2 separate regions of the Columba livia genome follow, and region 2 is linked to region 1. Evidence: chromatin contacts called from public Hi-C data. All regions are on one chromosome and are shown on one strand. The core of a region is the stretch at or near the end of the contact, and the rest is flanking DNA. Distances in the headings are between cores, read along the strand shown.

The links. A called contact is a pair of places that touch in the nucleus more often than the background predicts.
Region 2: a Hi-C map of liver shows a contact between it and region 1, with 2.4 times the contacts expected there. The contact joins the enhancer-like site here to the promoter of CCDC146 in region 1. A contact is called at or near these places in 2 of 2 Hi-C or Micro-C datasets (crop and liver).

The regions. Positions count from the first base shown.
Region 1 is chr1:198,487,147-198,492,096 of bColLiv1.pat.W.v2, reverse strand. It overlaps CCDC146 (coiled-coil domain containing 146), which reads right to left and starts at 1,635. Exons shown (of 18, transcript XM_065049114.1): 1 at 1,512-1,635. FAM185A (family with sequence similarity 185 member A) reads left to right here and starts at 1,780. Exons shown (of 8, transcript XM_065049156.1): 1 at 1,780-2,377. The coding sequence starts at 1,990.
Region 2 is chr1:198,672,660-198,677,803 of bColLiv1.pat.W.v2, reverse strand. All of the region lies in intron 1 of PTPN12 (protein tyrosine phosphatase non-receptor type 12), which reads right to left. Among named protein-coding and RNA genes, the nearest start is that of PTPN12, 19 kb to the right of the region's middle. Within about 2 kb of position 1,468, at least 1 of the 3 cell types and tissues checked has an H3K27ac peak away from gene starts, as active enhancers do.

The sequences.
Region 1 (4,950 bases), core at 386-2,885:
AGATGAAAAGAGCTTGATGACTAAATACCATATTGCATGGCTTGCGTGGTTATTTTCGGAAAAGAAGAAAAACATCACATGGAGTGCAAAAGGCAACAAATCAGTAAAGTGACAACCCCAGATTTCATTATTTATTGTGTTGCAATGTAGCTAAGACAATGCACCTTTCTATGCATGTTTCATGCTCATTACTGGCAATAAACTACAATATGAAAATAATTCAGCCCCTGACTTTACATCATCTATGCCCACACTCCTCCACCTCATTTTTTAAATTATCATACAATGATAATATAGACTATGAAGTCCAAAAAAGTCTTTTTAACTGAATTCAGTTGTTCCCCACTTGTTTGTAAACCTTAGAAGGACAATTGTCTCATGACATTTTTGTACAGAACTCAGAGAAATATTTATTGGGCTGGCTTTAGAACTGCTAGGCTGTATGTTAACTGTTAAAAAGCAGTCACAATGAGTAACTGTTAACCAAGCCGTCTTGACAGAGACAAATTTTGAAGCACTGCAATACCGCTTTCGAAAAAACTTTTTCCAGCACATCTGCCAAACTGCTTCTTCATCCTCTTAATGAGGACATTTCAACACATGCATTCTTACTATAAGCTTAAGTGTAACAAAGACCAGGCTGCCACCCAAAGCCCTGCCATTGCCCCCTTCCCATTCTTCTATCCTGCCTTCTCCTTGCAGGTGTGAAATCCTGTGGCTGCAGAGGCTGAACAGGGTGAAACCTGTTAGTGCACCACAGTCAGCCCAAGTGGACCATGGAAAAGGCCTTCACAGAATCATGGAATGTCCAGAGCTGGAAGGAACCCACAAGGATCATCGAGTCCAGCTCCTGTCCCTGCGTATGACAACCCCACAGTTCACACCATGTGTCTGAGGGTGTTGTCCAGTCTCTTCTTGAACACTGTCAGGCCTGGGGCCGTGACACCTCCCTGGGGAGCCTGTTCCAGAGCTCCAGCACCCTCTGGGGGAAGAACCTTTTCCTAATGTCCAACTTAAACCTACCCTGGCACATCTTCCTGCTGTTCCCTCGGGTTCTGCCATTGGTCACTAAAGAGAAGAGATCAGCGCCCGCCCTTCCTCCTCCCCTTGTGAGGAAGCTGTAACTGCGATCAGGTCTCCCCTCAGCCTCCTCCACGCTGAACAAACCAAGTGACTTTAGCTGCTCCTCATACAGCTTCCCCTCCAAACCCTTCACCAACTTTGTAGCCCTCTTCTGGACACTCTCCATTAGCTTCACAACCTCACGCCCGGAGGCACCTCGGTTTCTCTCGCAGGAGATGGCAGCACGGAGCGGCGGGCAGAGTCCCGGCACCCAGGGACACGGAAGGCGAATTGTGCCCCAGCCCCGCCGCGACTCCTCAAACAGGACTGAGGCTCGACCACCGCTGGACTAGCTTCCCGCCTCTTCGTTGGAGCCACGGTTTTGCCTTCCCCGTCCCCGGCCTCTGCAAGTCCCTCCAGGCCGCGCAGCCCCCGCCGCTGGGCCTTACCTGTGCGGCCGCGGCCGGACCCGCCTCGCCGAGCGCGTCCCCCCGTTGCTATGGCGACGGCGGCTCACCGCCCCTTGCCCTACCTCAACGGCCCTCGGCCCGCTCCTTCCATTCTGATTGGCTCTACCATCCCGCCCCGCTGCCCAATAGAAGCAGACCACAGAAATACTCCGCCTTCCCCTTTCGCTGATAGGCCAATGAGTACATAAAGTCTGCCCCTTCTCGGGCGCTGTAGTTCCTTCCGCGTGCTGGTGAACTACGACTCCCAGAAGCCCGTGGGCGGGGCTGGCGCCTGTCGCTCCCGGTGCGCGCGCCAGCAGCCGCCGCCTGTTTACCAACCGCCCCGGTGCCGCTCCCCGCGTGCAGCTGCGTCACGCGACCCGGCGGTAACGGCTGTAACGGCTGTCCGCCGCCGGGAGCGGCTCCTGTCCCGCCTCCGCTCGCCTCAGGGGCTTCCGCCGCGGCCCCACCGGGCGGCATGAGGGCGCTGCCCCCGCGCTGGGCGCCTCTGGCGGTGCGGGCGGCGGGCGGATGGTGGGGGCCGCCCGCCCCCCGCCGCGGCTGCAGCAGCTCCGCCGAGCCCGGCGGCCGTCAGCCGCTCCAGGAGTGGGCGCTGGCGGTCAGCCCGCGGGGGCGGCTGCGGGTGCGGCTGCCCTGCCAGGTGAGCGTCCGCCCGCTGGACCCGGAGCGCTACCCGGACGCGGACCGTGTGCTGGTGGCCGTGAGCGGCGGCAGCCCCCCGCCCCGCGGCCGGCAGCGGGACCGCGTCCGCGTCGAGTACGACGAGGCGCTGCAGCAGATGGCGATCGTCGCGGACGCCGTGGACAGCAAGGCTGTCGTGGACGTCAGGACGCCCGTGAAGTTCGGTGGGTGAGGCGGGGGCGGGGCGGCTGCACGCCCGGCGGTCAGCCCCACCCAGGGGAGGCGGGGTCGTTCGCTCAGGTGGGGCGCACCGGGAACGGCGCTGGCGCTGCCGCTGCTTCGGCTACAAGCGCCGGTGGCAGCGGAAATTGGGAAATGGCATAATGCCCCCTCTAGTTAAAGAATTTCAAAACGTCCTTTCTCCTCCTCCCCGCCCCCCCACCCCGTTTCCTGACTTCTTTGGTGTTTGGATACGTGATTTGTTGTTGACGTTTTTGTCAGCAATACATAGTGCTGAGACTTGTGCTATTAAGTGGTAGTTGCACTGCACGCTTGTATTTTTACTGACAGCTGGTCTTCCAGAAAAAACGTAACGGCAGCTCAGCTGGGAGTCAACAGCCGTCAGTATGTGCTGTGCACACCTGCAGCTCAAGCATTGTTCCCAGTAGGGCTGTTGGACCGCTAGTGGTAGCTGTGCTGGGTCGCCATCCACAGAGATCAAAAAGGTCTGGAAGGTAACAATATAGATTAAATACCAAGAAGAGCTCCCTTGTCTAGTACAAGTCTTGCATTATCTTTTTGAGCACAAGGCAAAAATCTGCACTGGGTTTCTGGTACAGAACCTACAAACAACTTGGGAGAGCAGCTGTAGTGGCTGAAACCAATAAAAAATCTGCACTGGACAGAAATACTGACAGTGGCTCTAAATTCGTGGAAGGAAAAGGGCAAACTTGATAGGATAATTCCCCTCAATGAGCTGAGGTTTAGAGTGCTTGGCCCAGAGAGATTTGTACTTAGTCATTGATGTGTTTTTTTTTCCTATAGAATTGTGCATTTTTCTGTACAGTACAGAATAAGTTTCACAGTGCTAGAAAAAATGTTCAGTGTGCAAAAAAACACAGTCCTTTGGATTGCCTCAAGTGGTTATTCAACACTGCTGCAGGTGTGGCGTGAGAAATGGTGAATGATCTCATTCTACTTATACTTCATACATGTTGTCTATTACTTTTGTAAAGCATGGTGCTAGCACTTTCCCAAACCCTTACAGTAAACACATTCTGCACCTTTTAACTTCTCTTAATTTTCCCCCGCTATATCTTGAATTCTGCTATGTCTTTTTTCCTGTTTTCATTTAGAAGCAGCTGAACTGTATATCATTCAAAATGGAGAAGTTTTATGGATTTATCATGGCAGCATTCTCCTTTCATTTTCTAGTCTTACTCATCCATATATTTTTTTTTAACACTGTTGATAACTGAAATGGTGTTTCTTAGATATGTGTTTCAAAACTTATGGTTTCTTTTGTTTCTTAGCAACTAGTATAGAGACAAACATTCTGTAAATAATATCAGGGGATTACCTCACCCCTCTCTGCCCTCAGTATGGTTTATTTTTTGTATTTTAGCATGGCTGTACTGATTTGTACCATGAGTTCAGTGAGACCACTCTCCTGTCTCCACCAGTAGTCATGAACAGATGCTTAGGGAAGTAAGAACAGGACAAACATAAATGATATTTTATCTCTGTGTTCTCTTACTGTCACCTGTTTTCAACTTGGGGGATTTTCTGAGCCTGACACAGCTTAGCCCCTCAGTGGGTCTCTCTTCCAAGTGTCTGCTTACACATGTAAACAGCTTCAGGGTGAGTGCTTCCTGGCAAACTCCATGCCTCTCGGCAAACAGTCCCACAAGGCAAACCATCCATTTGATTTCCTGCTATCTTTTTGCAATTTGTCAGTGAGTTTTTAACTAGTCCAAATAATTCAGTGTCATTGGAACTTTTCAACCTTGATATTTGTGCTGATATGCACTTTCATGTAGTGTTGAAGATGTGTAGTTTATAACTGAAAGACAATATAGGCCTAAGGATATTGTCAAAGACATTTGAAAATCCAACTTCATTCTCTTAAACAGATCAACAGTTACTTTTATATATTCATTGACTCTTTCACTAAACTGCAGCAGGACTGTGTTCTCAAAGAGATATTTTTAGTTTTGACTTTTTGACTTTTTTTTTTCCTCTCCTGCTTGGCCAGTGCAAAGATTACCTTGTCTTGTCTGTAGTACATTCACTGAGTCCATCCCAGGATTACAGGTAATTGAACTGAAACCTATTGTCACATTTATTACCCTTTATTTTTCTGGCAGCAGGTACATTTGGTTTCTATAGCTGTTAGTAATTTAATATTTTGAGTCCAGTAGTTAGTAGGGTTCTCCAGGGATCAGTATTAGGTCCAGTTCATCAATGACCTGGATGAAGAGACTGAGTGCACCCTCAGCAAGTTTGCTGATGATACCAAACTGGGAGGAAGGGCTGACATATCAGAAGGCTGTGCTGCCGTTCAGCGAGACGTGGACAGGCTGGAGGACAGGGCAGAGAAGAACCTGATGAGAGTCAAAGGCAAGTGTAGGGTCCTGCACCTGGGGAGGAATAACCCCAGGCACCAGTACAGGTTAAGGACCTGCTGGAAAGCAGCATTGCAGAGAAGGACTTGGGAGTTCTGGTGGACAAACAGGTTGACCATGAGTCAACAATGTGCCCTTGTGGCCAAGAAGGCCAACAGTATCCTTGGGTGCAT
Region 2 (5,144 bases), core at 219-2,718, 190 kb before region 1:
TTTTCACCCCTTCTTTGAGGCTGCGTCTGGAAGCCAAGGAATGTGCTAGTTATAAAGAGGCCATTTATGATTATGTTCAATAGCATTTTAAAAGCCAGAAAGAAGTAGCCTCATTAAAGATACAAACTTGTACTAAGACTTCAACTGTAACAACCCCAGCTAATAACCCATGCAATACTTATGGATAGATAAAGGAATTTCATGTCATAATTGTCTATCTTTGTAGTATCTGTCAATTTTTGCCTAACAAACATGTTTCTCCATTAAGCTTTTTGTTTTAACAGCTGAACATTCAAGAGTTGGAAGTAACACTGCTAAATGCCCAAGTAGTATAAACTCTACCACTTACATTTGTTTCTGCTGCATTCAATAAATCCCTAAGCCTTCTCCACACATGCTATATTGGATAGAATTCTCTTCTGCAACAGTAACATAGTCATACACACAGCAGTTCCTGCTACCTCACAGTACTATCACTCGTATAGAAAATGTTTTAGTTTCCTCAATTTGTTCAGTGAGTTCCTTCAAAAAAAAGGAAGAGGCTGTGATTTTTCTCAAATATAACAATTTCAAATATATTGTCTGACATAGCATTAACACAAAGTTCCATGGTAACCTTAACCACAGGTATTCTCAGGCAATGCAAACCCAAAAATGACTAGCAAAAGAAAGAAGTAGTTGCCTCTTCCGCAGCCCTATATTAATTTCATTAGAAGACCCAGAGAGAAAAATACTACTGTGAAGTTACTAAAAAGTCAATTGAAATAGTTTTAATGAAATCATTTGAAGTTTAACCTTCTTAAATTATGAAGGTTTTACAGGAAATTTTAAATTCTTAAGACTCATAAAAGCTTGCATCAAAATAAAGGGTCAAGTAAAAACCATATTGTTTGTCCTCTTTTAAAACCAGCGCTAAGAACCTCAATCTCTGATACTTCAAACAAAAAAAGCCTTTAAATAGATTTTATTGCCTTTTGTACAGCAAAGCTGCAAGTCAAACTTCAATTTCCAAACAGTTTGTAGGTTGCCTTTATTATATTTATAATGTAATTACTTCTGAAATTCTTCTGTTTTGAAGAGAAATGTTTGTCATGTGAAGTATACACTCAATCACATAAAGGTTTCTAAATGAGCCTCTCATTGATGTTCGTACCCTGCAGGCAATGTTTGTTGCACAGCTCCTTTGCAAAATACAGTCCTTCTCCAGTGCCAAATTTCAACAAATAAAAAGTTAAAGTCAACTGGTAAAACAGTTCAGGCAAGTGCCTTGTCAATCAAGCTGCTGATACATTTTAAATAGCCCTCAACTGTCAGCACTTTAAAAAGCTGAATATTTACAATCCAGAGTGTAGAAGTAGGCAGTCTGTTTGGTAAACAATAGCAAACCATCATTAAGTTTTTCTCTATCTGAAATACAAACAGCTTTATTCAACACCCCCAGGTTCTGGATGACAGATATACTTCCAGATGTTTCAGAAAGACATGGGAATACCTTCAGATGCAGCCTCAAGATCATTATCTACAATTCTCATGCATGTGGAATAAGTGACACAGCAATGAGACTCCACTTCCTTTCTTGAGAAAGGAAGCTGTTCTAATCTGAGCTTCAAACAAGTATTTGGTATGGTGCCAATTCAAAAGAAGAGTATGTGAAATTTTACAAGAATTCAGGCAAGACAGAGACACTTCAGTTTGTTTTTACAAGGAAAAATATTGAAAAAAACCCAAACATCTGACTGAAGGGATTTCACCAGCAGAGTTTCTCAAAACCAATCAGGCATTTTCCTTTGTGACTTCTCATGGAAAGCAGAACACGTTAACAAGCAGTAGATGACCAAGCTAGACAATAATCAGTAAGAGGGGAAGATGAGAACACTACATAAAGCAAACAGGCAGATTCTCAGCGTAATAGGAAAAAAACATAAGTTTAAAAAATGCCAAATAAAGTTGTATTCTAGAAACTGACACAAAAGGAGGAAATAAAGACACAGGATATTTACTGATAAATGGGCTGTATTCAGTAGTAAGTCCCACATGCTGGAATATTTCTAGAGATTAGACAACAAATTATCAACAGCCAAGAGGAGATGAAAGCTATTTTTCTTCCTTCTTAATTAAAATATGGGGGTCAGTTGACCCTGTGATTTTTCATGGACTATACATTCTTATTTTTCTGCATAGTCTGATAGTAATAAAACTGATTCAATTTGAAATTACTGAAGACAGAAACATTCATATACTATTTTATCTATTGCTTGCATTGCTTAAGTGCCCTTCAGCACAAAAAGTGTTAGTAGCCTTCACATTTTGTTTTCTGGTATTTCATATAAAACATGAATTCTTTTTTATGTTAATGTTTTTGGTTGTGGTAGTCGGTTTTACTTAAGGATACTTCCTCTGTAACCAAAGAATACCAGCAAACACTCAATCTTCACATCTTCCAGTGAAAAATTCAATGTTTTCTTTGGACAAGGAAACAATATTGTCCTTTTTAAAGGCCACAAAACATTTAGGTCTAACACCCTCGTTCTAAGCACAGTCAGTCTACACTTTCTGGGACTCTTCCACCATTAAACAGGGCCCAAAGGGCTTCTTTTGACTTTAAGACATAATTTGAATGCCTTGAAATTATATTTTGTTTTAAGCTAATTAAGGAAGTTAATAGTTGATGAATAAATCCAAACCAGTACAATGTTGTTTAACAAGCACTAGTGCCAAATGACTAAAACCCTCAGATATCAACCCACCTGCAGCGATGGTGTGAACTGCTCACAGGCACAATGACAGGCTCAGTCCACAGCAACTACCTCTGACTGCAGAACATGCCATGCTTAACTACTAGATTATCAAGTTCTATGCAGTGTTTGTTTTCTTCCATAAACCTGGATTTTACTAATTCAACTGAAATGTCAATTTTTGTCTTTAAAGCAGTACTAATGTTTTGATGAACATTTTCAGAAAGTTTGATTTCTAAGCACGGTTCCCGGAAAAATGGTGTTTTTGTTAAAACTTTTCCTGTTACTAGGTTCCCAGTTAAACTAACAGATGTCTGAGACAAGCTGCAGAGCAACACAACCACATGTTATTAGCAGGCTTTGCGTTTCATTGAGAGGCCAGTCGCAGAACTGAAGCAACTCAGAGGCAGCACTTGAGGAGCTGGAATATCTGCCTCTTCTTGCTAAGCTACACAGGCAACTATCTTCTTCACACACTGGGAGGACAACTGGGCAATGTAATAGCTTAAATAATTTCATTATAAACATCTGCTGCTCACATGCAGGGAACTTGACTGGGAAAAAACAATCCAGCCCCGCCACCAAAAAAACACAACTAGGTGGACTGCACAGCCTTTAATCCTTAAACCCCTGAACACATTACAAAAAAACGGCTATGCTTTTCTTTTTCCCTGCCTTTTTCCAAACAATGCTGAGGATCCAAATTAAAGCAAAACTGAAGTAAGAGTCCAGAAGCAAGACGGCCATAAAGCAGCAGTTTGCTTGTCTTGTGCCTGTGGAACCCGCCCACTAGATGTCAGTGTCCTCTTGGGCAGGGATGAAGCTTTTTGGGTCCCCAGGAGAAGGTGACAGCTTATAGACCTTGGTGATCAGGACAACTGAAAGGAGGAAACTCTTATAAAGCATCCCTGGGTATCACCTTGGCCACAAACGAAGCAGCCAGCAACGGTAACATTTGTGGATACCAAACAGAACATAAATACATAAATATACAAAGTTTACCAGGTCAGGTAAGAGGCTAAAGACCGAGAGCTGTTCCATGCAACTTCACTGATTAAAAGTACAGCACACTGGTCACTAGATATTAAGGCATGCTGAAAATGGGTGATAAAAAAGCTGCAAGATAAAGGTAATTCTGCTTCCTATTTGCTAAAACACCCCAAAACACAACTCTGTTTTTTGTTTGTTTTGTTGTTTTTTTTTTGGGAGGGGGGGCGGAAGATACAAAAAATACAAGACAAGAATGGGCTCTACCACTACCAAAATTGAATCAGGCCTAAAGAGGCATAGACTCAGAAACAACAGAGTGAATTACTATAGCACAGCGTGAAATTCTCTGTGATAGGCATGAATACACCACACCCTAAATAAAGGACAGAGCAGAAGTCAAAGTTCAGGCACATTAAGTGCTTATGGCAGGAAGGAATGGGTAGGTGATTCTATTCACCTGTACAAAATCTAGGTATTAGGTTAAATTAGAATAGAATATTTCAGTTGGAAGGGACCTACACAATCATCACATCCAACTGCCTGACCACTTCAGGGGTGTCTAAATTTGAGTCTAAAAGGAAAATACTGATATAAAAGGAATATTAAACTTGATGGCAGGACCACATACTGGAAAACTAATGTCACCCTATAAATTATGGGGGACTGACAGGCAAGGTCATGCCAGAGGGGCAGCAGCATCATACATTACAAAAGCAGATAGACAATCAAGAGGAAGGAGAGAAAAATCAAGCTAAGTTTCTATAATATCGTTTAATGTGCCCAGGATTCTAGAAGACTCATTATCAAGGAAGCCATCACCCTAGTGGTAGCATGCACAAGAAACCTGGTGGTTCTTGTGGAGGAGATTGGGAAGGTTATAAAGCTGTGAGGTAAGAAATTAAGAATTTTGTACGGTGCACGAATACAGATTTCTTTCTTTTTAAAGATAGCAGATCAATTTGCGAGAGAACTCTCTCACTCCATCCACCAGAAAAAAAAGCACCTTGAAGATGTGAGCAACCACAGGACCTGGCTAAAGACACAGCTCCCAAAGAACCACCTATGGTTACAGCATACTTATACCTGGTGTCCTCGCCAGACAGGAAAAGGCTAAAAAAAACACCACCAAACACACACCACAACTTTTTCCTTTAGAAATAGGAACTTAAAAAAAAAAAAAAAGGAAGTTGACTGAAAAGAAATTATACAGAGCTAAAAAAGTAAATCACTTGCAAGCAGCAGAGTGCCTGTTTAAACACGGCAGGTGCAGCCCTGCTGGGTCCTGCTGTCCTATGGTCCCCAGCCTGGGAGCTTCTGCTCACAACCTGCCCCTGAGGGAAATCGGGAAGCTGGCTCTGCTCCATTCCTTACCTTCTCTCAGTATACACCAGTCAGAATAAAGTATTAGACTAGACGTAC